Regions from separate parts of the Neogale vison genome. Here region 1 is linked to region 2. A link is a contact called in public Hi-C data. All regions are on one chromosome and are shown on one strand. Each heading gives the region's core, a stretch centred on a gene start, on an enhancer-like site or on the middle of the called end of the contact. The rest is flanking DNA. Distances are from core to core; before and after follow the strand shown. Region 1 holds the start of ATAD2B (ATPase family AAA domain-containing protein 2B). Region 2 holds the start of SF3B6 (splicing factor 3B subunit 6).

Evidence for each region. A called contact is a pair of places that touch in the nucleus more often than the background predicts.
Region 1: a contact with region 2 is called in a Hi-C map of fibroblasts, with 6 times the contacts expected there. The contact joins the promoter of ATAD2B here to the promoter of SF3B6 in region 2. A contact is called at or near these places in 2 of 3 Hi-C or Micro-C datasets (fibroblasts and muscle).

The regions. Positions count from the first base shown.
Region 1 is chr8:125,833,481-125,840,871 of ASM_NN_V1, forward strand. It overlaps ATAD2B (ATPase family AAA domain-containing protein 2B), which reads left to right and starts at 1,366. Exons shown (of 28, transcript XM_044262002.1): 1 at 1,366-1,888. The coding sequence starts at 1,673.
Region 2 is chr8:125,691,388-125,698,647 of ASM_NN_V1, forward strand. SF3B6 (splicing factor 3B subunit 6) reads left to right here and starts at 3,785. Exons shown (of 4, transcript XM_044261994.1): 1 at 3,785-4,091. The coding sequence starts at 4,062. It overlaps TP53I3 (quinone oxidoreductase PIG3), which reads left to right. Exons shown (of 6, transcript XM_044261992.1): 4 at 960-1,172; 5 at 2,026-2,222; 6 at 3,004-3,342. The coding sequence ends at 3,186.

The DNA of each region.
Region 1 (7,391 bases), core at 116-2,615, 140 kb after region 2:
TCATATCTGGCTTTCTCAATGGAGGACTATATAAACAAAGACAGAAACAAAACAGGGAGGAAAGCACACAAATCCTTCATATTCTAATTTGCATGCAGGACACTTCATATACAAACAAAAACCTGTCTCTTTCTTTCTTTCTTTTTTTTTTAAACCAGCCTCTTTCTATAGGAAAACTGTATTCCCTTCAGGGGTCTCCTACAAAGCTAACTGATTCAGGAAAATCAGGTCTGTTTCCATTATAAGGTCTCCACACCCATAAGACGCTGGTTTTTAAGTGGTGAGTGGTATGTTGCAATAATGGAAGCGGACTTCGCCCATTATCCTGGCATCCATACTTCTTTCCAAGCAGAACTATTCCCTCCATTCAGTGCTGGACGAAGTTTTGTTCAACGACGGCGCTTAGATGGCCAGAATGCTTTAATTTTGATGCAGCTGGAGTATTTTTACAGCACTTTTCTTGAGCCTTCGATTTTTCTTACTGCAGCAAATGGGAAGAACTTAATCCAGGGAATAAGACTCTCTATCGCGAATATATCGAGAATTTTGGTGAAATTAACATAATTTCTACTTTACTGGAGAGCTTTTCATATTGTTTTAAACCTTGAAAGTTAAATCACAAATTTTATACTTTCTGTTCAGCTTTTTATATTCGTAATTCTTGCGCGGGTGGGAGCGACCGTGATAAAGGAGACTCTTAAGAGAAAGAATTGATTCTGTGATTCTTAGATCTACCTGGCTAAGGTTACATACAGAAAACGACCCTTTCTTGTTTTGTATACAGACGCAGGGGCCTAACGTTTGTACTTCCTTAAACTTAACATGTGCCAGAAACCGCATAGATCTATTTTACTAGAGTCTTATTTTTACAGCCACGAAAAGTGAGACTCAAGTTCGGTGTCCTGCCTCAGACACCTCTGGGATTTCTAACTTGGGTCACCGAGCCTCGTGTCCCCGTCTATCTCCCGCCTCTGCCGGTCGTTCCTTGCTCCATCCAGCCCATCTGGGGCGATGGTGCAGATGCTAGGGTACTAGGGTCGGGAAGGTAGTGAGAATTCCAATGACAGCTCCTGCGCTCTCTCACCCCCAAGCCCCTTCGGGTTAGTCCCATTCCCCCCCTCCCGGACGCCCGGCCAGACCTGGAAACCATAGAGCTCAGACAGCCCAGAGCGTCCCTTCTCGGGCGGCCGAGCGCTGACGCCGTGCCGCTGGGCGGGGTCTCCTCGAGGGGCGGAGGGAGAGGAGGGGGAACCAGGCAGGAGAAGGGCTGGCCAGCCTTGCAGCGCCCCGCAGCGGCCACGGCCGGAAGCACGGTCTCGTCGGCCCTGCGGCGCTGGATCCCTGACGCACGGAGCTCGAGAGCGAGAGCGAGAGAGAAAGGGGCAGAAATGGCGGCTCCGCTTGGCTCCCGCTGAGGAGGGTGAAGCCGGTGGAGGATCTGAGCTGTCGGCCTGGAGCATCGCTCCCGCTTCCCGCTTTCTGCCTTCTCACGCCTACTTCTCTTCCTCTGCCCTACTCTCGCCTGTCCTCGTCTACGCTCCGCAGAGTGCGGGTCGGCTCGTCTCTCCCGGCCCGGCTCCACTGGCCCTGATTGCCCGGCCGGCGGGCCGGCCTTCCTTGGCTCTCCCGGGCGCGGCGGGCGCGGTGTGGACCCCGTCCTCCTGGCTGGACCATGGTGAACACCCGGAAGAGCTCTCTGCGTCTTCTCGGGTCGAAGTCGCCTGGGCCCGGGCCTGGGCCTGGGGCCGGAGCAGAGCCTGGGGCGACCGGAGGCAGCAGCCATTTCATCTCCTCTCGGACCCGCTCCTCCAAGACCCGCGCTGCCAGCTGCCCCGGCGCCAAGGCCGGGGGAAGCGGTGGCGCCGGCGTCGCTCTGGAAGAGGCCCGGGTAAGAGCGCGGCGGCCCGAGTCCGGAGGCTTGCGAGGGCCGGCCCGGCCGCCGGGGCTTTGTCTGGCCGGGTTAGGGCAGGAAGCCTCCAGCGGAGACCGCTTGGGCGGCTGGGGACGGGGGTCTGCGGGTGCGGTGAAGGATGGCACCCGGCTAGGTAGGGCTGCGACAGCTTTGCTGGTCCGGCCCTTTTGTGTAAGGAACAGGACTGGAGTGTGGGGGGAGAGAGCTCAGGGGGGTCTTTTCGGGGACATCGGAACGGTCTGCTTTCCGTGTCCTTGCCGTGCCTTAGAGGGGAATTCTAGGGAAGCCGGAGCGGAGGGCCGGAGTCGCCGGGTGGAAGGGCTGGGGAAGAGAAGTGAAAGTTTTCTGCGGTGTCAAACCCTTCTTGTAAGTGTGTCAGCTCCTGCCGGTGTCTCAACTCCAGCTTACTCTCAAACTGTTTGGGGGTGGTTCAAGTTGGTGAGGAAGTGAGCGGAGAGCTCCAGTTGGCAGCCAGGCAGGGATGCTGAAAAAAGTTTGTAGCTGCTCTGACACCAACTTGAAAAACAAAATCAACGCTATCGCCTCTCCAGGCAGCCGAGATCAAGCAGGATTTTGGTGGCTGGGGAATCCGCCAGCTAGCGAACCAGGGTTCTAGCAGGGACCCAGTAGAGCTTTCCAGTAGAGCTTCAAGTCTCAAAAGGGGCACGTCGAATGTTTTGGATTGTACACACTGTCTTCAGATGTCTGCATTTTTGTTATGGGAATAGTTTATAGAAGGTGAATGGACACCATGGTCACAGAGTCGCACACGTGACATTTGAAGAAGGCTGGAGATTTAGTTTAGTTGTTTTTTTTTTTTTTAAAGTGGTCGAAAGAGCTTATTTTATAAAACTCTAAGCTAGCACTTGTTTTGTCACTTTAAGGGAATGGAGAAGTTTGTGTTAGGAGATTGGTTATGCATTCAGAAAAGAGTATTGCTTCTGTCTAGCAAGAGGCTAATTTACTGAGACTAATTTGGCTGGAAATGGTTATTCATTTAAAATGCTCCTTTGATTTCACACCATTTTGTTATTGTGGGAGGGAAACAATATTTTATTTTCTATGGGGTCTACAAGATTATGGTTTGTGTGTGCTTTTTCTCTATCACAGACTGTTCAGACACTAATCAGAATGAACTGAGGGAAATAATCATATATTATTCTGTACTAGCCTGAAATACATTTATTGTATCTCTGAAAATGTATTTGGTTTTTATTTTGCTAAAAGTCTGGAAAACATTTAAAAAACATTTAAAAAACATTTAAAAAGAGTCTCGTTAGACTCTTTTGGGGCGAACTTCTCTTAGGTTGAAATAAGAAAGCTAAATCTGAAAGTTGTACATACTATTTAGAATAATTATTTTGAAAACTTGGCATTTTGTAGAAATTACTCCCAATGTGTACAAGCTTATAGACTTTCTGAAGCTGACATATATTTTAAAACAGAAGTAAATTTAAGAAAGGTCTGTCTTCTACACCTAAGTACAAGAAAAATATTTAGAGTGTAAGCATTTATTGTAGTATAATGGTTTCAATGCCTAGTCTATTAGAGCAGTATCTAATTCATCTGAAGCAATTAGCTCATCTGTCACTGATCAGTTTGTGGTCCCGTTTTTGAATTCATGGATATCATGCTGTCCTTACCCTCTGAGGAATAAGGTGAAGTAATTTGTCAAGCAGCTGTTATGGAGATGTTAAAAGGCAAGGAATCAATAATCTAATGTAGAAATGAATGTTTGGTAGCTTTTAAATTGCTGGAGGAATGAAAGGCAGTGCAGCTTTTTCTAGAAGGATGCTAATGAAACTTTGTTTCAAGGATCCCTTGAAAATGTTTTAAAAGGCTGTAAATAACGGGCTAATGAAGATTTACTTTAAAATATTTGTTTTTCTGTTTTAGACTTGTCTTCTGGCTGTAGTAGGTGATAGAATAATGATCTAATGGCTTTCTCTGAGAAATTTAAGAAATTTACTAATCCTGTCATCGGTCCTTTAAAAGTGGATAAGTTATAATTCTGAGTTTAAGTTTATGGACTATATATTTACAAAGCGATTTCTGAATATTTCATTGTATGTATTTCTAAGGTGGGTTGATACGAATGTGGTAAGTTCTTCTCTCAAGTTCGTTTTATGAATTGCAGGAATTTAGTACTCTTTCCTGTGTATTTAAATAGGTACCCTCTGTGTCTTTGGAGTTTTAGTCATTTGCTAGGGTTTGTAATGACTTACTTGTTGGAAAATGGAATTGTTCATGCTGTTGCTTTAGGAGACCCTTATTTTTGTAGGAAGAAATGTGTTCCTTTTTATAAGATACATAATTAAGGAGGTCCTCCTTTTTCTTCTTTTACGTTCTTCACTTTACACCTGATGCTGATTTCTTCCCTTATTCCTCTCAACTTCCTGGATGCTTTTTAGATTTCATGTGCTGTTTAGAGTTACTTCATTTGCTTTAAAAGTCATAGGACCATGAGCTGTGCCAATAATTTTGCCTCCCCCCCCCAAGTATGTGTAGAATTGGGAAATACACATATGATACATTTTGTAGATTATGGCCATGATTTTCTTGTGCCTACACACTTTATTTTTAATGATTATTTATTTATTTATTTGAGAGAGAGAGAGAGAGAGAGAAAGAACATAAGCAGGGGAAGTGGCAGGCAGAGGGAGAGAGAGAAGCAGGCTTCCCAACAAACAGGAAGCCCGTTGGGGGGGGCTCGATCCCAGGATTCTAGGATTATGACCTGAGCTGAAGGCACAGCCCAGGCACCCCGTGCCCACACTTTTTAAATGTCAACTTGATTTATGTAGTTAGTTGTGATACTCTGATAAAAGGGTTTTTTTGTTTGTTTAGTATGTATAAAATTTCACCTCTTTTAGGTGAGTTAATTATGATCAATTAGCATTTATTTGCTCCACCAAAGAGTCACTCTCAGCAAACTAATATTATATTCACAGAATTGGAAAGCAGTTTTGAAAAATATTTCAGCTCTTTTTTTATTTCTGTTAGGCCTGTTTGCTTTTGACTTCATCACTAGTGTGTTACGTTTTTGGGGAAGGTTATATAGTACATTCTGAGGCCCTATCTTTGTTGAGAGGGTTAGAATAAGTATTTTGAGTAACTTTATGGGTAAACTTGCTTTATCTTAATTTCATTAAAAAAAGTCTTTGAGTCCTTTTTTAGTATGCTCTTTTATCACCTTGTACTTATTCTTTTCCAACACCCATGCATTTACCAACATAATAGAAGCAGAGTGGCAGAAATTGATGGTTAAACATGAAAAAGAAGTCTGAAAGCAAAATGTAGTAATGCATAGAACACTCAGATGAGTAGGGAAAAACACAAGTTCTTCAGAGTAGAGCAAGTTTTTGTCATATGTATCAGGTCTTGAGTAATGTGTTAAACAGTGTCCCCTGTCACAGTTTTGAACCAAAATAGCTATGGCGTTCATAGGATTACCTGTGGTAGCCAACTGAAAATGCAACTTTATTCTCTTATTTTATTATTATTATTTTTATTTTATTTATTTATTTGACAGGGAGATAGAGAGCTCAAGTAGGCAGAGTGGGAGGCAGAGGGAGAGAGAGAAGTAGGCTCTCTGCTGAGCAGGGAGCCTGATGTGGGACTCCATCCCAGGACCCTTGGGATCATGACCTGAGCCGAAGGTAGCTGCTTAACCAACTGAGCCACCTGGCACCCTATTATTATTATTTTTAAAGATTTTATTTATCCATTTGGCAGAGAGAAAGAAAGCACAAATAAGCAGAGCTGCAGGCAGAAGAAGAGGGAGAAGCAGGCTCCCCAATGAGCAAGGAGCCCCATGAAGGGCTCCTCCATTCCAGGACCTTGGGATCATGACCTGAGCCAAACACAGATATGCCCAATGGACTGAGCCACTCAGGCGCCCCTGAAAATGCAACTTTAAACAATTCAATTACTGGCCATTTCTGTGGTCTAGATACTCAGAGTTTCAGTTTTTAAGTCATGGATGAAACTTAAAATATCTGTATCAGTGAATCCATATTAATTCCTTAAAGCATTTTCGCTGGCACATAGTCTTTGTAACCATTCTTTGATAGGTCCTTGATTGCATGTTCCCTAAATACCTAATTATAGATAAACCTGTAGCCTCTAGAAACCAGCTGGATGGGTGATACAGGATTATTACTTGCTAGGAGGGCTAAGGCCCAAACCAGTAGCTTAGCCTGAATGAAGAGTGATCCTGTTTCTTCAAGGATCCACCTCAGAAATGTGCCGTATTACTCCGAATTGTATATTTGGCATTTCTTTTCACACATACACAATGAAATTTCATTTGTGTCCCCTATTGAGTTGATTTCTTGGTATTTGGGTTTTGGTCTTTTTTTTTTTTTTTTTAAAGATTTATTTATTTATTTATTTGACAGAGAGAGATTACAAACAGGCAGAGAGGCAGGCAGAGAGAGAGAGGAGGAAGCAGGCTCCCTGCTGAGCAGAGAGCCCGATGCGGGACTCGATCCCAGGACCCTGAGATCATGACCTGAGCCGAAGGCAGCGGCTTAACCCACTGAGCCACCCAGGCGCCCTTGGGTTTTGGTCTTTTATTGGGACTATTTTATCTTTGTTATACCTCTCTGCTGTGGGAGGATTTCATGAAAAATGAGCTATTGAGTAAAAGGCAGTTGGGATTTTTGGATAAAGACTTCTACGAAAGTACAAAGTTAGAGGGGAAAACCATGCATAAAATGTTGTGTTTAAATATAAACTAGACAGTTTTATAGAGGTATGTTGTGCGTGGCTTACATCAAATGATAGAAAAGACATCTGAAGGGGTGCCTGGGTGGGTGGCTCAGTCAGTCAAGCATCTGCCTTCTGCTCAGGTCATGATCCTGGGGTCCTGGAATCGAGCCCTGCATTGTGCTCCCTGCTCAGCTGGGAGTCTGCTTCTCCCTCTTCCTGCACATTCTCTCTCTCTCTCAAATAAAAAAAATAAATAAAAAGAAAAAGATTTTATTTATTTATTTGTCAGAGAGAGAGAGAGCACAAGCCGGGGAGTGGCAGGTAGAGGAAGAAGCAGGATTCCAGCTAAGCAAGGAGCCCGATGTAGCGCTCCATCCCAGGACCCTGGGATCATGACCTGAGCTGAAGGCAGATGCTTAATGGACTGAGCCACCCAGATGTCCCAATAAATAAAATCCTAAATAAAAAAATAAAGAAAGAAAGAAAGAAAGAAAGAAAAAGACATCTAACTTCTAAATTACAGTTACTAGGCTATAATTTGTATTTGTTACTACATCCTTTGAGTATATGCTGTAAGATTCTAAACTTCAGGTCTTTTGAACTTTAACTATTTTGTATTTTTTTTTTTCATTTTTAGATTGTTATTTTAGTTTCATCTGGAGGTAGAATATATATCTTGGGTTAAAATTTTTCTCCCTTGGGGGTACCTGGCTGGCTTAGTTGGGAGAGCATGAGACTCTTGATTTTGGGGTCATGAGTTCAAGAC
Region 2 (7,260 bases), core at 2,535-5,034:
CCTCCAGGGCCTGCTTGCTCTCTGTCAAATGAAAAAATGAAATCTTAAAAAAAATACAAAACTCAAGATGGGAATAGTTAGTGTGGGCACAGGTGATAAGAGGGCTTTCTGGAAGAGAAGGACTTGAAGGGTGGGTAAAGTTGAGATGTGATAGAAGGCAAGCCTTGGTGGCTTAAGGGAGTGACCCAGTGAAATCAGCTGCTTCACTCAGAGTGAAGGATGATCATCATCTGTGAAAGACGAGACTAGGACTGGGTTTCAGTGGCCTTGAATGGCACATTGCCAGAACCTGATGCAAGAGCCAACTGAGAACCACTTTATATTTGGAGAAGAAAGTGACATAATGAAAGCTCCATTTAAGTAAGAGGATCCTGATGGTTGTGTATGGTGACTGGATCGTTGAGACCAGTTGGAGACCAGTTTCAGACTGAAGGGGAACGGGCTTCAGCTGGTGACAGTGGAATGGTACACATTTTTTTTTTTTAAGATTTTATTTATTCATTTGACAGACAGAGATCACACGTAGGCAGAGAGGCGGGCAGAGAGAGAGGAAGGGAAGCAGGCTCCCTGCTGAGCAGAGAGCCCAGCTCGGGGCTCCATCCCAGGACCCTGAGATCATGACCTGAGCCGAAGGCAGAGGCTTTAACCCACTGAGCCACCCAGGTGCCCCAATGGTACGTATTCTTATCTATTAAGGTACATGTCAGAGATGCGCATCTCGGGATCATTTCTTAAGTAAAACAGATTGTGGATGTGACTGCTAACAACTTTGTTTCAAAAGGTTTTCTTCCACTTTGATAAGAGTCAGTAAAACAAAAAAGAGCTGTCATCGTATTCTCTTAAGAGACCAAGAAACTGGGCATTTGGTGGGCCAGGGCCAGGGGCATGTGGTAGAATATGCCTGCGTGGGGCACGTGTAGCACTTGTAAAGAGAATGGTTCCTGTACTTTGTGCCACAGGAAACGTTCAGGCTGGAGAGACTGTGCTAATCCATGCAGGATCAAGTGGTGTGGGCACGGCTGCCATCCAACTCGCCCGCATGGCTGGAGCTATTCCTCTAGTCACAGCTGGCTCCCGGCACAAGCTTCAGATGGCAGAAAAGCTTGGAGCAGCAGCCGGATTCAATTACAAAGAAGAGGATTTTTCTGAAGCAACACTGAAATTCACCAAAGGTAAGCAGTAGCTCCTGCAGCCCAACAGGAATTTCAGAGATGGTTCAGTTAAGTCCTCACCAGCCTGAAGTTTGCCAGTGCTCTGCTAAATACACAGCAGCTACCCAGCCAAATTCTAGCATTCAGGTGTTTGACCTCTGGAGACAGGCAGGCAGTGTTAGGACTAAAATGTTTCTGTGTGCATTCTCGTAAGGGATAGCATTCATACGCTTTCTAGAAACCGGATGAGTCCGAGAGAGTTGGACTAGAATTAGCCAGGAGCCATTCTTCAGAGTCACTCTGCAATGAGTTAACAGGAGCTTGGTGTGGTCAGAGTAGGGTTAGGATGATAGCTCTCTAAAGAGGAGAGCCTCTATACCCAAGCCAAATGTGTCTGTTTTTGGCTTATCCCTTTCCATTTTTCGCATGAGTTAAAAAGGAAACGTGAAACGAATACTTGAAAAACTACGATTCAGATAACCCAGTGCAGACATTTCATAATTTAGATGCAAACCTGCCTGTCCTATAGACTGGGCAGACCTGTTCTGTTCTCATTCGTGCCTGGGTGACTGTGAGTTTTGTACTTAAGGGGGATCAAGAGAGATAAACCAGGTCATGGTGTTGCCCCATTTCCCTCTTGCTGTGGCTAGGAATCATAAAACATGAATTACAGCACACATGTATGTTAAAGTTCAGTTACCTAAACTCCATCTACAACAGTGTTTCTATGAGTAGTGTTTCTAGTTCCAAGCTACAGATTTACCAATCCCACCTGTGTATATTCCCATATATTCACAAATATACTATGGAATCTTACTTTGCACAAAGCCTTCTGTGTCTGAGGAGCATTACAAATCTGTGTTTCCTGTGAAAGGTGCTGGGGTCAACCTTATTCTAGACTGCATAGGTGGATCCTACTGGGAGAAAAACGTCAACTGCCTGGCTCTAGATGGTCGCTGGATTCTCTACGGTCTGATGGGAGGAGCTGACATCAGTGGACCTCTATTTTCAAAGCTACTTTTTAAACGAGGAAGTCTGATCACCACTCTACTGAGGTCTAGGGACAAAAAGGTGAATGATGAGTGAGAAGATAACGTGATGTAATTATTACCCACAAAAGTGTGGTGCGTTTATGTAGCTCCAAGAAAGGAAGATCTGACACATCTTCTGTGAGAGCATCTATGTAGAAACCTGCCCCCTCCCATGGATAAATAAGTAACCATTTTCACAGAACTAATTAAAAGTAGTCAATAGAAGTCTCAACATCTTGGAACGTAGGGAACATTTCGCCTGTTATTTAAAATTTTCTAACAGAATGAACAAAGCATTGACAGTATGAGGAAATACATTTCTAATAGTGCCAAGATGTTGTCTTCAAAGGAAAACTCTTCTTGGTGTGATAAGAAAGGTGAATAAGGTTAGTTAAGGTTCTGCCTTCAATAGATTATGTTATTGAAATCTTCTCTATGTGGGACTCCGGCTGGTGCCAGACGGGGGAATGTTTTCCCACTGAGTATTTCACACCTGTGGGATAGTAGAGCTTAAACATCCCTTTTGAACTGAGCCTACAGAAATCCTGTCTGTGGCCACCACCTGCTTTAAACCTTTAAGAACAGTCGTGTTGTCAGTGCCACTAATATCTTAGTACAGGATTCAGGCTTTTTCCCTGGTACAGAAGAGATTATACATTTGGGGGCATGCACATACGTGCTGGCAGTGAAGGGGGTGGGTACGCTCTGTGCATCTTCAGGTGTGTACACATTTCAGAGAGAGCACAGAGGCTAATAAGAGGATGGGGAGCGGCAAGGTAAAGTCTTTATCTAGGCTGATGTCTCCTTTTCCTTATCTTAAGTACAAGCAAAGGCTGGTGGAGGCTTTCACAGAACAAATCCTACCCCACTTCTCTACGGAGAGTCCCCAACGCCTACTGCCCGTGTTGGACAGAGTCTACCCCGTGACTGCAATCCAAGAGGCCCATGCATACATGGAGAGTAACAAGAACATGGGCAAAATCGTCCTGGAGCTGCCGCAGTGAAGGACAAGTTTCCCAGGACAAACTGGAGAAAGTCCCTAGGACGCAGGAAAGAGATCGGGTGCCACTCCAAGCCGCCCTGTAACCTACTGGCCCTCCCCTGGTCTCGCCTACGGATTCGTGTAAAAACAATCGAATGAAATAAAGAGTAGATTTGAAGGGTTGCCCTCTCACTGCGGCGGCCCCAGACCGCGGCCTGGGCCGCCGCGGCGCGGGTGGGGTGGGAGGCGCGACCGCAGTTGTCGCAGGGATTACAGCAAAGGCCGGGACAGTGGGTGCTCAACTGTGGCTGGCCCAGGGCCGGGGGTCCCGGGTACCGAACGAACAGCGTCAGCCACCATACAACGTGCCACAACCCCTGAAAGCCTCTCTGCGCAGCAACAGCAGCCCGGGCTCACCCACCAGCCCTACATCCCCGCCCCGCGCGCCTCACTGAGGCGGGTCCCTGGTCAGGACCCACCCTGTCCCTCCGCAGCTCACCTGGGAGCGGCCCTACCTCGTCCCGCTCTCCTAGGCCCCGCCCCTCTGGCCGGATCCTCCGCTCAGGGCCGCCGCGACAGGAACACCGCCCCTTCTTTAACCCAGGCCCTGCCCTTTCCGGTGCGGCTCGTAAAAGGGTCTCGAACGCTCGCCTTTCATCTTACCGTGCTCTCTTTTCGTTTCAGGTTCCTTCGGCCCCGGAGTCTTTTCGAAAGGGGACATTACGTCAGCACGTCTGGACGTAAGAGGGCGATCATCCGGCGTGTAGTAAAGCTTCCGGCGGAGGTTGGATGTTGATGTCCTGAATTGGAGGCCGTGTGGTGGTCCAGTAGAGCGAGCTCCGGAGGTGTCCGGAGGAATTCCAGTGTTTGTTGCAGTAACTTTATCAGCCCTCCAAGATGGCGATGCAAGCGGCCAAGAGGGCGAATGTGAGTTTCCGGGCATTCAGCAGAAGAATGGGGCGGGGTGGGGGGGTGGACCTCGCTCCTGGACTTTCTTAACGGCGTGGAACTGTGTATTTTGCCCCTGCTCGGTTCCCCAGGCCAGAGTAGCCCAGAACTTACTGTCCTAATGCTGGCACTTCCATCCTGGCCCTGTCCTTGCGGATATGCTCCTTGCGCCACAGTTCGGCTCCACCCCTTTTGAGAGTTCCCTCGGTTTCTTACTCTGGTGTCCTACAGCATTTGTTGCTTGATCAGCACCTACAAACTACGACCCCAAAGTCAGTAGCACAGCCTAGTCTGCAATAAGTAATCTAGTATCTCACAGGCAACCAAAGCTTAGGATTCTCCTAAAGTCACGGAGTGTTTTGGATTTTTCATTAATGTCTTAATATGTTTGAGCACCTACTGTGTGCCGGAATTGAGAGATAGGGAAGAATTCAGAAGTTAAATTTACCGAACATGTACTGTGTGCCTGACACTAGTCTAGGTATTGAATAAATACCTAGTGAATAAAACGAAAAGCCCTTCTGTTTACATTCTTTTGTTAGAGAATGGGGTATTATAGAAACCTAAGAAAAACTGTCTCAGGTAAAAGAGGGTAGGTCAGCTGTAAGGCTGAGAGATATAGGATAATGAAGACAGAAAATTGGACTTGGTGAGATGCAGAATTTTGGAGACCCCGCTGATGATCGTTTCAGTGGATGAAAACGTGGTTGCAGAGGGATGAAAAGAGGTTGGAAGTTAAGAAAATAGAGACAGCTCTTCAAGTTTTCATGTGAATAGGGAGTCCAGAGGTTGAATAATAGTTGACTTTATATAAGGTGTATTTGTGTGTCACTGAGAATGATCCAGTAGAGTGGGAGAAATTGATGATGTGGGAGAAAGATGAGGTAAGTTCAGGAGTGAAGGTTTTTGAGTAGAGGATGACAGGAAGAGGGGGTGGATATGGATGAATTTAGATCGGTGGGTTTAGTGACATGAATATAAGGTACTTACCAATTGGTGATGTATATTTTCTTCAGTAAGCAAGAGGCAAGATCAGTTCCTAAGGATAGGCAAGGAAGAAGTTACAGTGGAACTCAGATGTTAGAGGGAGTGGTGTCGGTAAGGTTTGAGGAAAGAAGGTGTGATACAGTATCGTACAGAGTGAGAAAGCAGATTTATGGGAGAAGTGTATTATAATTGGAAGTGTCAATTGTCTGTTTGAACTCAGTCCGTAATTTTAAATCTAAAACTTTATTGTACTTATTTGTTGACCATTTGTCACCACTACTAGTTTGAGGACAGGGAATAAGTATCCTCTTTTTCCTCTTATACAACACTTAGCGTAATACCTTAAAAAGCTGCCAGTTTAATAGCTTTTGAGCAAAAGTACATTTGAGCAAATGTACTTATACATTGTATTGTACAAGTACAATACAATACAGTTGGATTGTATTCAATTACATACTGGATTGTATGTAATTGAATATGTTAATAAGAACACAGGAGTGAACTCAGGATGGGAGATCTATATTTGAGAGTCATCAACTTACTGTGGAAACCATCTGTGTGGTTAAGAGATCAAAGAGTGTAGAATTAAGGAGAGTCATACAAAGGGTCAAAAAGGAGTCTAAAAGTAAGACTCTGTAGAAGAGCATATTTTAATGGCAAAGAAGAGTGAGAAGAACTAGCCAGAGTGGTAGGAAATAAGAGTGCCAAAAATAGTCAACACTGCCAGAAGCCTCAGAAGTTAAGTGTGACGACAATTGAACACTGAAGTTAAAAGGTTCTTAATGCGGGGCGCCTGGGTGGCTCAGTGGGTTAAAGCCTCTGCCTTCAGCTCAGGTCATGATCTCAGGGTCCTGGGATCAATCCCCATGATGGGCTTTCTGCTCCGTGAGAAACCTGCCCCCCCCACCGCCCCATTTGCACTCTGCCTACTGTTGATCTCTCTTTCTCTGTCAAATAAATAAAATCTTTTTAAAAAAGAAAAAAATAAAGTTAATACCAGGGTGCCTGGGTGGTGCAGTCTGTTAAGCACCCAACTGTTGGTTTTGGCTGAGGTCTTGATCTCAAGGTTGTGGGATCTGGCCCCATGGTGGGCTCCACGCTCATCACAGAGTCTGCTTGAGATTCTCTCCCTGTACCCCTCACTACCCCTTTTTAAAGGTCTTAGCATAAAAATATTTTCATCAGTGCTGGGGTAGAAGCTGGGTTGTGGTAGGTTGATGAGTGTCAGTGAAGTAAAGATTATGAGGTAAGTGAGTATAGATCTTTCCAGATGCTTGACTGAAGGAAAAGAAAAAAGCAAAATAGGGTAGTAAGTAGGGAGCTGATAAGTTCAGGGAAGGCAGAAACCTTGCTTTTTCCCTTGCCTGATAGGTGCAAAAGAAGGTGCTCAGTAAATATTTGTTGAGCAAAGGAAGAAGGATACAAATGACTTTTTTTTTTTTTTGCATGACAATTGTCAGAACATAAGCAGTGCTCACTTAGGGAATAGAAGCCAAGGATGAAGTGAAAACTGTAAATTCAAGAGAGGGAAGATATTATTGATGTAACACGTTCTTTAAAAGACCAGATAAGAGTCATCAATGGGAGTTTCATTGTCTTGGAAGCAAGAACAGTTCCCTTCGTTCTTTCCCATATATGTCTGAGGCATTGAGAACTTTTAAATGAGGTTGAAAATCCTTGTTTAACTGCAGTGAGTGACTGGATGCCTGGGTTTTATAGTAGCCCTGACTAGTTCCTACTAATAGTCCTCCCTAAAACTAGTGCCCAGTTGCTTTTCTGAAAAGAATGCCACTTTCAGGAATATCAGATTATAATCTTTTTTTTTTTTTTAAAAGATTTTATTTATTTGACAGAGAGAAATCACAAGTAGGCAGAGAGGCAGGCAGAGAGAGAGGGGGGAGGAAGCAGGCTCCCTGCGGAGCAGAGAGCCCGACGCGGGGCTCGATCCCAGGACCCTGGGATCATGACCCGAGCCGAAGGCAGAGGCTTTAGCCCACTGAGCCACCCAGGCGTCCCAGATTGTAATCTTTTAAAAATAATTCTTTTTTTTTTTTTAATTTTATTTATTTATTTGAGAGAGAGAGCTCATAAGTATGCAGAGAGGCAGGCAGAGAGAGAAGGGGAAGCAGGCTCCCTGCCGAGCAGAGAGCCCGATGCGGGG